Linked DNA regions of Mus musculus: region 1 is linked to region 2. A link is a contact called in public HiChIP or PLAC-seq data. All regions are on one chromosome and are shown on one strand. The core of a region is the stretch at or near the end of the contact, and the rest is flanking DNA. Distances in the headings are between cores, read along the strand shown.

Region 1 (3,833 bases), core at 859-3,358, 240 kb before region 2:
ACCATTGTGTTTCCGTAAGAACAGAACTTTATGTAAACAGTAAGATCACCGCAATTCATAACATAAAATCATCTTAATGTGAGCCACAGTATCTCAGGCCGTGTCCATTGGCACTCTGAGGTATGGCATCGGGCTGTCCCTGGCACAATGTGCACAAGTTGTATACTCAGAACTAAGGCTTACACAAAACAGGCAGGCGCTGCCGAAATGACTTCACATTCACTGTGTGTTGGATTTTTAGATGAATTCTTTGTTGTGCATATTCAGATATATTTCACTATTGCCAAAATGTTCATGACCCACCATCTCTTGACATGCTTTGGTACAGTGTCACGGTCCATGATTGAGGGCACTCAGATGTAAACAGGCTCAGAGGACTGGATCTCTTTGATAGACATAGACTTCCAGAGTATAAGGTATCCTTTTCAATCTACTACAGTTCTGTAATATTTCACTTTTAAAATTTTACATTATTATTATTATTGAGACAGGGATCTACTATGTAGCTCTGGCTGGCCTGGAACTTACTATCTAGAGCAGGCTGGTTTAGAACTCAGAGATTGCTCTGCCTCTGCCTCCTGAGTGTTACCTTTTGCCTGTGGGCAGTGTGTATCTGTGCAGGTATAAGGCTGTTACTGAGTGTCTTATCAAATCACTCTCCATCTTATTTTTTTAAAACGGGGTCTCTCACTGAAGCATGGATTGGCTAGGCTGATTGGCCATTGAGCTACTGGCATCCACCTGTCTCAGAGCCTCAACCCAGCACTAGGGTTACACGTGTGCGCTGCCACGTCGATGCAGTCTTCACATGGGTCCTGAGAATCCAGACTCAGGTGCTTTGCCAAGTGAGCCATGGTCCCAGGCCAAGGTCTGCTCTTTTAAGTTTAAGATAAAAACTTCTACTTTTTTTTTTGACCACTTACTTACTCTTCCTGAACCATTAAGACATGTGTAAAAGTCTGAAAGTAATACATACCCTTTTCTCAGACTCATGAGAATTAAAGCACAACATGCTAAAAACCATGTCCTGCACAGCCTTTCCTAAGGTTACTAACACAGGTCTTCAGGCCATCCTACATACCTGTTAGTATGAGCATCTTAGTCTAAGGCAAGTTTACACATTGAGATATGCCTATATCCTCTCACCCAGCAACTTTTCTGAATTGTTGACAATGTACGGGGCGTGCTAGGTGTTTATATTTAGACTAGAACACTCGTCTGATATCCTGAATGTTTTCATGGAACGCTGATCAACTCGGTGCTTGGTTTTAATAAAACAGCTATGATGTAGCCAAGGATAAAGGAACCAGCACCAGTAAGGATGTCTCAGCAACATCTGCAGTCTTGAAGGGAACAGTTGAAGACTGAGGGGTCCTGGGGATCCACTGCATTTCATTCTGAATAACAGAGCAATCTAGGGGTAAGGCACATTCAGTGAGTGTCAGTGAGGTAGCTAGTGTGATCTCTCTTTATCTGCACTCCAGCAGGGATGCCTACAGAGGCACATTGTAGAACCACGTGGAATTAGTCCCGAGATTCCATGGAGTGCGGCTATTCAGAGAACTGTATCTAGCTCTGAACGAATCCTGAAGTGTCCTGGGCCATTTGCTTTAACTGGCTGATGACTCCAGAGACTTGTACATTTCTAGTTCCATTCTTGGAAGCTTTTGGCATAAAATGTCTTTAGCTAAATTTAGCCTTTCCCACTTTAACCAAAGTCCAGTGGTTTTTGTTCATTGGTTTGTTCTGTTTTGTTTCTGTAATAGAGTGTGAAGAAAGCACACAGCTAACTTGTTTCCCCAGAGTTTCTCTGTGTTGCTCAGGATGTCCTGAAACTCACTCTGTAGACCAGGCTGGCCTTGAACTCAGAGATCCACCTGCCTCTGCCTCCTGAGTGCTAAGATTTAAAGCATGCACCACCACCACCTGGCCCCAGAACCTTAAGTGACATCTGGCATCACAAAAGTCCGGGGGTCTGCTCTGTGTTTCTCATCAGCACAGACAGGCCAGGCCTGGCCATTTATGAACTGGTCTGTGGGAAGAGGAAGAAAATAGCCTTGGTCAGACTACAGCTCCCATCCAAGGGAAAGACGCAGATCCATCACAATTACCACACTGCTTAACCCTAAGCAGCCAAAAATAGGAAGGAGACGTGGTAGTGTGTCTGCGAGACTGATACCACAAAGTGAGATTTAGCCTGACGTCACGACAACAAGCAAATAAAGGCAGCTCTGGGGCAAATTAAATTAATTGCACAAACACCAGGATGAGTCATTCAAATACCAGAAGGAATTTTGATCTTAAAATAACCTCTTTTTTTTTCACATTAAGTTTTCTTTTGACGGAGTAGGGTCAGACTAAAATTGCAGCGGTCTCCCTGTGTCACCTTAAGGAAAACTAAAGTTCACATGCTACTCCATATGCCTGTTGGTAGAAAGTAGTTTTATTCTCGAGTCACATTTCATATGATCATGAAGTAAACCGCTGACCCCAAAAGCTGATGCCGCTTTAGGAGAGGGTGAGGTTGGGGTGGTCTCTCTCAGTCTGTGTGTGTGAAGCTCTGTAATGGCTGCTCTCAGCCTTCCGTATGCTTCTACCCTTTAACACAGTTCCTCATGCTGTGGTGACCCCCAGCCATAGAATCATTTCCATTGACACTTCATAACTATAACCTGGCTACTGTTATGAGTCATGATGTACATATCTGATATGGGACCCAAAGGGTCAAGACCCACAGGTTGAGAAGCACTGCTCAAGAGAATGACCAGCCTGGGACAGAGGTGCAGGATACCAGTGTCGCCTTGCCCTTCCTTCTGAACCCAGGAGGCAGAACAACAATGCTAACAAAGAAGAATTGTGCCAACTGATGTGTTTATAAAAAGATAAAGAGGTATAAGACATGTTCTATTGGGGTGTGCCTCAGTGGGCACATACCAAGGCATCCCTTTGCCCTGAGAGACCAGCCATACGACAGTATAGTATAGAATAGAATTTATTCAGGGCATGGGGAGGGGAGCTAAGAGGGTAGTAGAGGCAGAGACAGGGAGAGGAAAGGAGGAAGGGGAGGGGGAGGTGGGAGGGGGAAGGGGAAAGGGAGAGAGAGAGGGAAAGGGAGGGAGAGGGGAGGGGAGGGGAGGGAAGGGGAGGGGAGGGGAGGGGAGAGAAGAGAAGAGAAGAGAAGAGAAGAGAAGAGAAGAGAAGAGAAGAGAAGAGAAGAGAAGAGAAGAGAAGAGAAGAGAAGAGAGGCTGACCATGGACACCTGGAGAGAGGGGGAAGGGAAGATCCTAACAGGGCAAGAGAGAAGCAAGAGGGAAGCAGAGTAAAAGGGGGAGGAAGGGGGCAAGCAGCCCCTTTTATAGTGGGTCAGGCACATCTGGCTGTTGCCAGGTAACTGTGGGGGGATGTTTAGACAGAAGGCTAACACCAACAGTAACTGAATTTGTAACATGAATATAGGGACAGAATTTTGTTTCTCATCCTAGAAAAGGCCCTAGGCCCTGTCCTTACATCAGCTTCACTGAGGCTAGCTTTGGCAGGAGCCCTAAGAAGCTGGTCCTTTGATTATCTCACCCTCTGTCACTCTCTCTTCTCCCTCCTCTCCACCCCCTCGGGACCTGTTCCTGTTTCCTCCTTTCTTCCAAGAGTCCTCTTTACTTGCTGGTATCAAGTTTACACTCAGGCGCTGACTGTCATCTTTCCTGGTATTTCCTTGGGAAGTCGAGGACTTGGGATAAAGAAAGTTTCTAGGTTAAACAGCACACACGGTGGCAGCTCCTCCACCCACCCCCTCACCTTCCTCCCCCTACCTGTGTCAACCTCTGGAAGTTTTCTA
Region 2 (3,876 bases), core at 806-3,305:
ATGGGAGTCCTGTGTGAGAGAGTGCACGTCTCTGTGCCTGTACGTGTTTCTCCTGCTTTTTCTTCAGTTCTTTTTCTTTTGTTTGGTCCTATTCAGGTTTGTTTTTGTTTCATCTTATTTTATTATTCAGATGACTGTTTTCTAATGAGAGAGAAAAAAAACCAGGTCTGGGTTTGGATGGAAAGGGACGTGGGAGGATCTTGAAGGAGTTGAGGGAGGGGGAACCACAATCAAAATATATTGTATGAAAAAAAGTATGTTTTCAACAAAAGAAAAGGATCTGCATTGAAAACATTTTTTCTCGTCATCTTCTTTTTTCCAGTCTCCTTAATTTTTAAGATGCTAGTATCAAATACTTTTATACATGCTAGACTAGGAACAAATCTTGTTTGGGGGAGTATAAAAATCCATAGAAATTTAAGATGGAGTCTTTTCTTTTACCTTTGTGTAGTTTGCTTCTATTGTAGCTCTGTAAGTGGTGACTCAAAAGTCTGTAGGCTATGTCTTTGGAAGCTATATCCATCATCCTTCTTTGTAAGGTCCCCCCTATGTAGAAATATTTTGTTTACCTTAAGTAAATGAGACCCCACAGATAGGTTATGTTTGTCAAGACCTGTACTCACTGTGATAACTATGAACACACAGCCGCAGAAAAGTCACCTTTCCACACTGCTTAGTAGCCATGAAAATTACAATAAATCTATGAATCACTTTGAAACATTATTTAATCCTGTGGTTGAGGTGTATCAAGAAAACAAAGAGTCCCAGTTATTTCCTGGAAAACTGTTAACTGAGTATAGTTTTTAAGTCTTGGTACCTATCCAGGTACTTTTATCTGAACACATTAAATAGTTAATTACAGTATTTGTGGATACAGTTACAGAAATTGGCAAAAAGAACAAAACTTGTAATCCTCAGACATCTATATAGAAACAGAATGTATGGGTCTCCCCTGTGAGTCAGTCCATGTACATCGGAATCCAAGATAACTCAATTTCTGCTGCAGGCTTCTTAGGTGCTCAAGCTCAGCGAGATAGCACTCCAACCAAACAAGGTACCACTGCTCTCTTTCCACAGAAATGGGTTCCTTCTAACTAACTCCACAAGATGGAAGCTTGGTGACTCTTCTTCTAGCTTTGTAAACCAAGCATAGTGGTGGAAATGAGTCCTCGCCCGCAGGACTGAGAGTCAGACCTTGAAACCATCCCCATCTTCTCAATATGTTTAAGCCTCACTCTGCACACTTTGCTGTGTGCTCTGTACATCACCCGTCTGTCCCTTCAGCATCTTGCCAAGTCTTCATCAACAATAAGATAATGCGGAAAAGAGCAAGAACATTCTAAATCAGAATTAAGGATTCTTTCCTCAATCTGCATACTTCCTACATTAAAATGCGTTAGACTATTACATTTTATTAAACAACTGTAAGGAGTTTGAGGTTCCAAGCCTAGTCATTAAAGCCACAAGGTGTACCATCCATGACTTTCAAAGGGAATTCAGCAAATGAGAAATATTAGTGTGGGTGAATTTGTCTTGTACTGTATAGTATAACTATATGTAGTATATAACATAACGTAGTGTAATGGATGAAGGAGAACCACATTGCAGGGAAAGGGCAACTCAGGAAGGCATCTGTAGCTTGCCATATCTCTACTTTTTTCAGCCAATAATTTGAAGTCAGTGTATATAAAGCTGAGATGAAAATATCCATTTAGGGAAGCTGAGATGAAATGACTTGCAATCCAAAGAAGAAAAGAGGAAGAGAAAGGGGTAGGAGAGGGCACAGGGAGGGAAAGGAAATGGAGAAGGGAGAGGAGACAGGGAGGGAGAGAACTGGAGAGAACTTTAGTCACAACACTGTTTTTATCTTATTCTCATAAATTACATAAAATAAAAATCCTAAACTAGTAACCCCAAAAAGCAGAAAGGAAAAAATATTTTATATTAGATAAATTTGTTTTGGTTAAATTTTGTACCTCTGCAGCTGTTGTGATTTCCCAAGGGTCTTGTGCAGTTAGTGGATGGTTTCTGTTAATTCTAAGCTTTGGTTTCTCTTTCAGTTCTATCTTCATGCTAACTCCATGTGAAAAACAATTGGGAGGGCTTTAACAGAACATGTAGCTCTAGAACCTCTGGGGCTAACGGGAGACCCTGCATTCATCCGCCTGACTGGCAGGATGGGATTTGATGGGCTCCCTGCTGAGTGCAAGTGCTCTTCAGACTGGCTTTCTAAATATATCCACGGAAGGAAATGAAGTCTGTGTCATCAGGCTATCTGCAGTATGTAAAGCAAAAACCACCCAACATTTTAGTGCATTGATATTTGTTTGTTTGGAAGATGAGCCAGGCTAACTTCTTACTCATTTATGTAATTCAGGCTGGCCTTGAACTCCTGATTCTCTTATCTCCACCTACTCAGTGCTGGGATTGTGGGTGTGTACCACCACACCGTATGATTAACACTCAGTGATAAAATCCAAATACAGCAGGCTGGAGATATAGGTCAGCCAGTGCAATGCTTACCTCACAGGACAAATGTTTAGCGCTGAAACTATGTAAAAATAACTAATTAAAATTTGTCATCCCAGTGCCGGGGAGGCAGAATCCTCTCAGGAGGATCCTCGGGGGTCACGGACCAGCCAGTGTAGACTCTGAAAGACCTTGTCTCAAAGGACGTAGATGGTTTCCTCAGAATGACACCAGAGGTTGTCCTTTGGTCTCTACATACATACACAAAGACATGCGTGAACACACACAAACATACATACACATTCAGTTTAATAAAACAAATATACCAGCTCAGTTGATGTCTATGGATTTCATAAAATACATGTATTATACTTTACAGCTACTCTCAAGAACCCCTTTTCATGTATGTGCATGTGAGCTTGCATATGTACACAGAGCACTAATGTCAGGAACTAGCCTTTATCACTCCACACTGCATTCGATGAGCCAAAGCCAGAACTCAGAAACATACTGGCCTTACTAGAGGACTGCCCTGCTCTGGGCATCTCCATCCTCTGCTTCCCAAGGCTGGACCTACAGGTGGGCCAGCACACCCACTAAGCATCAGCTAGGTTCTGGGGATCGCACCTCCAGTCCTCATGCTTGTGTAGCAAGCTCTCATCTGCCAAGCCATTTCTCCAGCCTGAGAGCTTATTTAAGCCCACGATGAAAATTGTGTTTGAGCCAAGACCAAGGACACTGACCCGACTTCTATACAGGTGTGTTCCTGTCTAGCCTAGCAGTTGCTTCCAGCCCCTCTGTCTTGGAGGGCTTTTAGTAGTTTCTTATCACTGCCTATGATCACTGAAAAAAGAAACCTGAATTGTTCTTTTCCTATAACATTCTTGGTTCTTCCTTCCCACTAAAAAGCACACACTCGGCAAGCCCTGGGGAGTGCTTCGTTCCAGTGTAAGATGGCAGCTTCCCTGATGTAGAAACTTCGAATGGAGTATTTCCCGAGACTTTCCTTCATTTGTCTAGGTAGGTTTTCCTCCCTTAAGATTTACTTATTTTTATTTTATGCGCAATATCGGAGTGCCTGCATATATGCATGTGTACCACATGTGTGCCTGGTGCTAGTGGAGGCCAGGAGGAGCAGTTGGGTTCCTTGGAACTGGAAGTACAGGCAGCTGTGCACGGCTATGTGGGTGCTGGGAACTGAGTCATTCTCAAGGACAGAGATATACTTAGCCACCTCACACCTCACACCTTCCCACAGCCTCATCTAGGTAGTTCTTACTTTATTCTCAAAGAAGCGTCTCTGAGGTTTTTGCTAGATGTCATCCATAGCAACTAATTACCCCTTGGTTATAACAACAACAACAACAACAGTAATAGTACATTTAGAAGAGTCAAGCCATACACAGA

Evidence for each region. HiChIP or PLAC-seq counts read pairs in DNA pulled down with a chosen protein or histone mark.
Region 1: a contact with region 2 is called in an H3K4me3 HiChIP or PLAC-seq map of bone marrow-derived macrophages, with 7 times the contacts expected there. The contact joins two enhancer-like sites. A contact is called at or near these places in 2 of 115 datasets of contacts at active chromatin or transcription factors (bone marrow-derived macrophages and large pre-B cells).

The regions. Positions count from the first base shown.
Region 1 is chr10:21,808,041-21,811,873 of GRCm38.p6, reverse strand. No RefSeq gene overlaps it. Among named protein-coding and RNA genes, the nearest start is that of Platr6, 48 kb to the left of the region's middle. Within about 2 kb of position 2,108, at least 9 of the 459 cell types and tissues checked have an H3K27ac peak or open chromatin away from gene starts, as enhancers often do. A contact at or near this core is called in bone marrow-derived macrophages, where this site is marked.
Region 2 is chr10:21,564,165-21,568,040 of GRCm38.p6, reverse strand. It overlaps Gm33945 (a long non-coding RNA gene), which reads left to right. Exons shown (of 5, transcript XR_871483.2): 3 at 3,379-3,489. Among named protein-coding and RNA genes, the nearest start is that of Gm33892, 5.5 kb to the left of the region's middle. Within about 2 kb of position 2,055, at least 27 of the 459 cell types and tissues checked have an H3K27ac peak or open chromatin away from gene starts, as enhancers often do. A contact at or near this core is called in bone marrow-derived macrophages, where this site is marked.